Linked DNA regions of Mus musculus: all the other regions are linked to region 3. The links are chromatin contacts, called in public ChIA-PET and promoter capture Hi-C maps. All regions are on one chromosome and are shown on one strand. Each heading gives the region's core, a stretch centred on a gene start, on an enhancer-like site or on the middle of the called end of the contact. The rest is flanking DNA. Distances are from core to core; before and after follow the strand shown.

The links. ChIA-PET counts read pairs in DNA pulled down with a chosen protein or histone mark. Capture Hi-C pulls out chosen DNA fragments and counts their contacts.
Region 1: an RNA polymerase II ChIA-PET map of effector CD8 T cells shows a contact between it and region 3, with 259 read pairs. The contact joins the promoter of Rab14 here to the promoter of Phf19 in region 3. A contact is called at or near these places in 11 of 39 promoter capture datasets (the C10 cell line, cranial neural crest, embryonic stem cells and 6 more), 5 of 484 Hi-C or Micro-C datasets (B cells, LSK cells, embryonic stem cells and 1 more), 4 of 115 datasets of contacts at active chromatin or transcription factors (astrocytes, bone marrow-derived macrophages, effector CD8 T cells and 1 more) and 3 of 9 other capture datasets (adipose tissue, liver and pancreatic islet).
Region 2: a contact with region 3 is called in a promoter capture Hi-C map of liver. The contact joins the promoter of 4930402F06Rik here to the promoter of Phf19 in region 3. A contact is called at or near these places in 1 of 39 promoter capture datasets (embryonic stem cells) and 1 of 9 other capture datasets (liver).

Annotation. Positions count from the first base shown.
Region 1 is chr2:35,199,782-35,202,481 of GRCm38.p6, reverse strand. It overlaps Rab14 (RAB14, member RAS oncogene family), which reads left to right and starts at 1,362. Exons shown (of 8, transcript NM_026697.4): 1 at 1,362-1,722.
Region 2 is chr2:35,395,840-35,398,539 of GRCm38.p6, reverse strand. 4930402F06Rik (RIKEN cDNA 4930402F06 gene) reads left to right here and starts at 1,366. Exons shown (of 6, transcript NM_001080709.2): 1 at 1,366-1,634.
Region 3 is chr2:34,912,600-34,915,299 of GRCm38.p6, reverse strand. It overlaps Phf19 (PHD finger protein 19), which reads left to right and starts at 1,324. Exons shown (of 15, transcript NM_028716.4): 1 at 1,324-1,359.

The DNA.
Region 1 (2,700 bases), core at 113-2,612, 290 kb before region 3:
CAAGGTATTATATGCCAGGAATTTTGTATGCATTGTCTATTTAATTTTAACAAGAAAGATAGGAATTAGATATCACATCCTTACTTTGGAGAAAAGTCTGAGGACCTGAGAAAGTAAATGACATGTATAAAACTGTTGTCTGTATCATGTATTTATCAAAACAAGAGATTTTCAAACTGCTATGTATTTTTCTAATGACATCTCACTTTCCTAAGGCAGAACCAGTTTACAACGAAAGGTTTTAAACGCTTAGAATTGCGACTTTTCTTTGGGGGTTCTGGAAAGGGCCATTTTATCCACTAGGCATGGTAGGGATAATGGTTACAGTCCATAGTCCCTTCAGAGACACACAAGATATGTACCAAATCCTTTAAAATCATGGGGGGAAACCTGGGTGTGATGGTGCATGTCTTTAACCATAACACGGGAATACAGAGACTGGCAAATCTCTGCAAGTTAGAGGCCACCCTGATTCACATAGTGAGTTCCAGGGGAACCAGAAGTACATACTGAAATCCTGTATTGAACCCCACTCCACTCCTCAAAAAAAATCAGGAGAAAAAAGGTCAACTTCTATGCTGAAAAAAAAAATTGCTTTGCTTTGCGTTATTAACATATCCATCCTTGTGGCAATGTAATTGTAAAATATAAATTAAACGTAAATGTAAGATAAATAACGTAAATGTCAAATAAATAATAAGATAAAAAAAGGAAATGTAAGATAAACGTAAATGTAAGATAAGTAAATCCACATCCAGGTTCTACAAGGCAAAAAGACGAAAGACCAAGAAAGTGAAACTGTTGCTTTCACCAAGGTGTCTTGGGAAGGTGGGAGTGGGAAGTGTCTTGGGAAGGTGGGAGTAAAAATGTCAAGTTTCCCTCTTCCTGTTGCTGGTGTCCGCAAAGCAAGGTTAAGCTAGACAAAGATGAAACACAAGAAAGGGCCACCTCCTAGCTACATGATTATACAAATGGGTTGGTCAATGTGAACCACCCTTTTGCCTCTGATGGCACGAGAAGCGTCTCTGGGTGTTGGCCAGCCTTGTTCCTACTAGTCTCCAATTGGTCTGTAAATGTTGAATAAATGCAGTAAATACGTGTGTGTTCCAGAAGCCGGTATACAGAGGCGGCCCAGTGATAAGCAGTTACGCGTATTAAAAATAGTTAGGTCTCTAACGGCGACAATTCTGGACAGACACTGTCAACCCTTAGAAAACAGCGTGCGAACCTGCGCAGTAACTCCGCCGGGAGGCGTGGCACACGACTACGCTTGCGCAGGCTCCTTTCCCCGCCTCCTTCAGGCGTGAGGACCAGTGGGGGCGGGCCGAGGCCGAGGCGGGTCTACTCCGGAGGGGCGAACTGACGAAGGGGCGTGGCCGTCAGGTTAGTCTCCACCACCCTCTTCCGGGCTCCGCTGGCTGCGCGCGCATCCTCCCCCCTTCTTTTGTGGTCCGGCCCATTGCGAGGGTGACAGGAAACCCTGTGCAGGGAGCGCCGCCATCTTGGGCCAGCCCGAGGAAGATCCTGAGGGAGCCGCAGGAGCAGCCGCCGCCGCCACCGCGACTGCCACCCGAGTGTCTGCAACCTCCGGCCAGCCCGCCTACCTGCCAGGGCCTCGGCTGACGGATTCCGGCCTCCCTCCCGCCGCGTCCGCCCTCCGCTTCCTCGTCCTGACGTCCCCCTCCCGTCCGGAAAGCTGCCCAGCCACCAGCAACCCCCCAGGTAACCAAGGCCTTCCGCAGGGGCCGCCGGAGCCAGCCTCCCAGCCCGGCCCTTCCAAGGGGCGGAGGCGAGCCGAGAGGTAGGCGGGCGGCGTCCCGGGCTGGGCCCCGCAGGCCGCGGCCAGCCCGGGGGTCGGCGGAGGGCGCCGGCCTGACAGGACTCCGCGGGGCGAGCTGTCGCCCGCGCCGTCCCGGGCGGCTCGCGCTCCCTGCCCGCAGCCGGGCTCCGAGGCGTGCAGGGAGGGTGTGTTCCCACCTCATCCGTCCGACCTGCGGGGCACAGCCGCGGCCTCCGCAGGCCCGAGTCTCGCCGCCTTTGCCCGCGGCTGTAGAACACCCCCGCAGTGTTGCCCCACGCGTGGCGCGCCGGCCTGCCACCCACGAGCCCCCAGCCGTGGCAGTCCCACCCTACAGGGCCTCAACAAAAGGCAGCGCTTCGGCGTCTCGGGCTGGCTCCCGTGTCCTTGTAAGCCACCGCTCTGTCGTCCCGGCTGAGGATTGGGCGTGTGGGACTGTGCGCGAGGTTCTCCGAATCCCTGTAAAGTCCCTGGCCAGCCTGCACTGGTTGGAACCTAGACAGCATCTAGAAAGAACGAAGGGAAAAAGTTTGGGCATCTCGAGAATTTGAGAAAAGACGATGGAACGGGAACGCTAAAACTCCAGTGTGTGCCAGACACGGGTTTAGGTGTCTTCACACATAGCTTGCTTGCTTCGAGTGCCTTTTGAGAGTTTTCCGCATTTTTTTAATAAGGGGCGAGGGACGGACCGAAGCCAGAAGTTGTCCTGTAGCTGAGTAATGATGGAACACAAATGATGGCTTCTCCCTATCCTGGCTGGTATGTTTTGTACTACAGTACATTCCACGAGGGCTGAGATACACAATACTGGATCGGTTCAGAGAGGAGACAACTGAATTCCATTTTCTCTCCATTCACACTGGGTGAGAACTGATAAGACCCAAAATCTATCATGTCAGCTG
Region 2 (2,700 bases), core at 117-2,616, 480 kb before region 3:
TGGCATGCCCTCACACCTAGACAGTTTATGGGCGTTCTCTGGGATCAGATTAGTGTTCACGTGGCAGACACATTATCAGCTGAGCCATCTTTCCAGCCTAGGCATGCTCCCCACTCCCTCCCAGTGTAACAGACATCGGGCTTGTCTACAAGGGAGTTGCTAGGTTGGGTGGACAGAGGTAACAAGGCTCATTCTAACTGGATGGCACCAGTCAATGTGGGGTCCCAGACTGAATACAAAGGAGAAGGCAGGCAGAGCATCAGCATCTCTCTGCTTCTCGACTGGAGATGGGACCAGCTCTCTCACATCCCTGCTACTAGCATTTCCATCTGTGGTCCAGCAGACAGAACCTTTTCCCTGTGGTTCACAAGCTGCGACCTCGGGGTTTCAGCTTGGGTTCAGGTTGAGGCTCTATGCCAGTGCCATGGCCAACAGGGTTCCGTGCTGCTCGCAGGGCAGTAAGTCCTGGCCTCCTTGTCTCCCCACAGCAGCACATCAGCGGCTCTCAGCTCACATCTCCCTTCCAGCCCTCGCAGCCACTTGGCAATGACAGTGGCTGCATTTGCATTTTTTTTTTTTTTTTTTTTTTTGCTTGTCCTAACTGGATCGTGAGTGTGGGTGCTACTGGCATGTAGTGGGTGGATACAAGGGCACTGCTAAGTGATTCACACTTGCACAGGGTGGCAAACTTCACCCCATCTCAAGAAATGTCATTCGTGGCAATCTTGGAGCGGCTGGAATTACACTCTTTCAGAGTTCACTAACAGATTTATCTGTTTGCCTGTGTGGGAAACTCTAAAGCTCCACTTCCTCCCTAGAAACCAGAGCTAAGACAAAGCAGTTCCCTCTCGTGGACACCAGGGGGCAGGAGTTCCAAAGAGAACCAGTTTCTGGAGTGATGAAAACATTCTTTTTGGTGCTATTAAAGGCAGCGTCATTTGTATAAATGCTATTGATCCTTCATATAAATGGAACTAGCTCTATAGCTTAGTGGTGCTGTAGGTGTACTGTGCAGTTTATCAAATAAACAGGTAGAAATCAACCCTACATATACCACAGTTAATAAAGAAGGCATAAGGGAAGTAGGAGGGAATCTTAACGCTGACTTAGAGGAGAGACACATTGCTTATGTGCGCCAAGGGTGCTACTGTTTGTAGGTGTGGTATGGTTGAGATGTGGTTCTCCCCGTGGAGTTCACACTGAGGTTTGGTTCCAGTGGATAGTGCTGTGTTAGGCATTGACTAGGGATTAATGCTTTTCTATGAGTGAGCTGTCGCTCTGGAGATGGGCTTCTGTGACATGGTTGTTAGCAAGCCTGGCAGCTCCCCTCCACCACTCAAACCCATGCTCCGCTCCACACAGTGCCTCTGGCTGACTGCCACATGGTTTTCAACAGAAACTGAATGGATTCTGGGACATCTGGAGCTGGAGGAACATTTTTTTTTCTTTTTGTAAAGCACCCAGCTTCGGTATTTTGGTGGTAGCAACACAACACACACCAAGAAGTGATCTGGAATTCAGTGGCCCTTGCTTCAACTGCTCTATCAAGGGGAGCTATAGCCTTCAACAACCTGTCCCACCCCTCTCTGGGCTACTCAACTTTATAGGTGACACTGGTCATCAGCATCCATTGGGTAAGAAAGCATCCCAGTAGCGGCGACCACTTGACGACCTCCTCCAGGGTTTCTTGGGCAGCTTACTGCTTTGTATATTTATCAGGTGGACAGGAGACAGTCGGACACTCCCTGTGGTGGAACACCGTCTCCAGAATCCACAGGCAGCCCAACGGAGTTTTTGTCTTTCTTAGTGGCAAGGGACACAACATTTATTCACAATTTACAATTGGCTGCATCTTGGAATTTCCTGGATTGAGAATATTCACATCTGGATCCCATCCAAAGATTGCTGCTGTTCAGTTGTCTTGGTGTAGGCTTGACATCGGGGGTTTTAAAACTTTCCTGTGGGACTGTTAGTCTTGGGACCTTGGAAATGACTGCCATTAGAACAATTTGCTTTTTGTGCATGGCTTTTATTTTGATGTTGTCTTTTTTGGTTTGGGTTTTGGGTTTTTTGTTGTTGTTGTTGTTGTTGTTTCTGTTTCTGTTTTGTTTTGTTTTGGTTTTGGTTTGGCATTTGTTAAAGTTCTTAAATTTCTCTATTAATCATTTTCTTCTAAATTGAATTTGGAAATTTTGGGTTAAATTTGATTTCTGCTCCATTTTCTGCTTTATTAAATTTGTTATATCTTATTTGTGTGGAGGTCCCCTTTAGAGGTCATAGGACAACTTGAGGGAATCAGTTCTGTTGTTTTACTATGTAGGTCTCAGTGACTGAACTCAGGTCCTCAGACTTAGCAGCAAGCACCCTCACTCACTGAGCCATCTTGCTGGCCCATTCCACTTTATCTATGAAACCAGATATATACACATGATAAACATTTTTTAAAAAGATTTATTCATTTATGTATATAAGTGATGCATTTGCATGTGTGTGTACATGACAGAGAGAACATCAGATCTTATTACAAATGTTTGTGAGACATCTTGTTGCTGCTGGAATTGAATTCAGGACCTCTGGAAGAACAGCTAGTGTTTCTTAACTGCCGAGCCATCTCTCCAATCCCAGCTAGACTTCTTTTTTTTTTTAATTCAACTAATTTTTTATGATATTCAACACAATATATATTTCTATACCAATCAT
Region 3 (2,700 bases), core at 75-2,574:
GGTGCCTCTGGCCAGCCTAGAGGCTCATGACAGAGCTTCCTGTACAGAGAAGGGTTATCTCTGCAGAAAGTGGTGTGCAGCTATGCCTTCCTGGGCTGGAAGAGCCTGTCTGGTGGGGCTGCTACCAACTTCCTTTCCAGGCTCAGCCAGATTCTGCTGTGGGTCAAATCCTCAGGAGGAGCAGTAAGACCCAGAAGTAAAGGGGAATGTGGGCATGTGGAAGAGGACTCCTGTATCTCAAACTGAGGGGGCAGACAGGAGCTGCAGGCCAGACTGCCCACACCCCAGGGAGCAGAGGGCCAATGTGAACCCTGAAAAATGAACAGGGAAGGCTCTAGGAGGAAAGAGCACACCAGGAATGCACTCATCCCAGCAGGGTGTGTCTGCAGGGAGCCATTCGAGCAGGTGCAGTGGGCAGTCCAGATTGAAAGCAGGGATGCAGGTAGGGGGTGTTGACCGACACTATCTCAAGCTCTGGCGCCAAGAGTGCGTCTGGTTCAGGACACTCTGGTTTTTTTCTCCTGGAGGGAGATCTTATCTGATTGGAGCCCTATCCACAAGATCTGTCTTAAGCTTGCCCTTTTCATATTTGCCGTGTTTGTGCACATGGTCTGTGTGACTATCTCTTTTACACTGTTAACTCTACAGTGCGTGACTGGCATACTCGAGTGGGTCTTGTGGTCACTGTGTCGGGGCTCTATGTTGCTGACTTGTGTATGCCTTGCACGTGGTTTCGCGGGAGTCTATGCTGAGGGCAGTGTCATTTGAGTGTTGTGACTTATGGCACACATATATATGTGGTGTGTGTCCTGTGTCTGATTCTCTTAGGCTTTTCCTGGTCTCCAAGGAGTAGTGTGGAATGTTGGTTCTGTAAGATCAAGGTGCTGGGAGACCAACCCGGGTCGTGAAGGGTCTGGGTGTAGTAGCTGTGTGCGTGTGGTGTGCGTACGCTCGCCCAGCCGTGGTTCTGTACAGCTGTGTTTCCGCGTGTGCCCGCTGGACTCGCTGCGCGGGGGCGGCCCCGGGAGACGCTGCGGGGCCCCGCCAGCCGCGGGCTCCAATGGCAAAGCCGGTGCGGCCCCTGCTAATTACATAAGCGGGGACGTCAATAATTCGCGGGAAAACGCGAAAAAGATGGCGCCCCGCGCCCGGGGGGCCCCTTCCTGAGCTCACCGGCCCCTCCCTCCCCGCGTCCCCTCCTCCCCGCGGCGCCCCCGCCCCGCCCCGCCCCCGCCGAGACCCCTACCCCGGCCCCAGGGGCGGACACTCGGCCAGGCAGCCCTGGGCCGAGCGCACCGCCGCCGCCGATGTGCCTGGTGGCCAGACTCCAAGTGGGACCGGCTGACGCGCTGCCTCGCGGTAAGTCCCGCGCTGCGGGCGCCCCGGGAGTGTCCGCGTTTCACGCTTTAATCCCTGCACACGACCCCTCTCCTAGAAACCTAGATTGAGCCCTAGGATCCCCGGGCGGGGGCTGGAGGCTGCGCGCTTGTGGGATGGGGATAGAGATGGAGCCCGAGCGGTACCCTCAGGGCAGCGGGAGTCCCAGCCACAATCCCAACGCTGGCCAGGGTGTGGGTGACAGGTCTCCGTTTGTGGCCGTGTGCCTTTTCTTTTCCATTTAAAGCTATGGAGAGGAGGATAGGCAGGACATTTGGGATTTTGCTCACGTCCAAAGTAAGGCACGATCGGCTGGGAGCGGGAGAAAGTTTGCAATTAGAGCAACTGAGGAAAGGAGTGCCTGAAGCTGAAGGGGACACTTTCTGCAAGCTATCCTCCCCCCTGAACACCCTTTTAAAAAGCCAACGGCCGCCCTGGAGAGGCCTCGGCGCATGAATCATGCGCGCTTCCTGCCCCCGCCCGGCCCCGCGCGCCCAGTGCCGCGGATTTGAACTGGACTCCGACGGGAACCCGCAAACAAGCATTTCTGTGCCGATGGGTTTGAATCAGCCAATCACAGCCCTCGGGGGCCCTCTCCAGGAGGATGGAGGCGGGATGGGGGGGCCACCACCCGGGGGCCCAGCACGGCCTCGGGGGCGCAGCGACCCGGCTTGCCCCCAAAAGCTCAGTGGGGGAGGAAATGTCAGTTTGTGAACCTGCTGAGGCCGGCCGGCCCTGCGGTACTCCAGGCCCAAGCAAGCAGGGACCTCCCAGCTCCCAAAGAGCCAAGTGCCAGGGAAGAGGGCAAAAGTTCTGACTACAGCCCACACCTGGTGCTTGTGCCTCTGCCCTGGAATAAAAGACAGGAGGGAGAGAAGGCAAGAGGAGCTTTACTCCCATCATCGGGAGACCCAAGACCCTGACTATGCCCTGCCGCCCCAGGCCCCTCATATGTCCACGTGTATTTAGTTTTACGTATAGGACTAGCACATTGCCAGACTAACCTTCTCTGAAGAGGCACTCACATGGAAACACACCCAGAGCTGTCTTCTTGTGGGCTGGCAGGGCACCAGGTGCCCAACACCTAGGCAGAGGGAGAGACCCTGAGCAGGAGCGCCCCCACCATCCCCACACACGGCAAGCTGTGTTTGACCTTAGAGTGTATGTATGTGGAGGAATGTGATGCCAGGTGAGCCCCCCGGAGGGGAGAAAGCAATAATGCTGGCCACTCCTGAAGGTTTGGGAAGCCACAAACCTTCTGGAAGATTCCTGGAGGGAAGCTGGGTGTCCTGAGACTCCCCGTACCAGGTGCCAGCCAGTAGT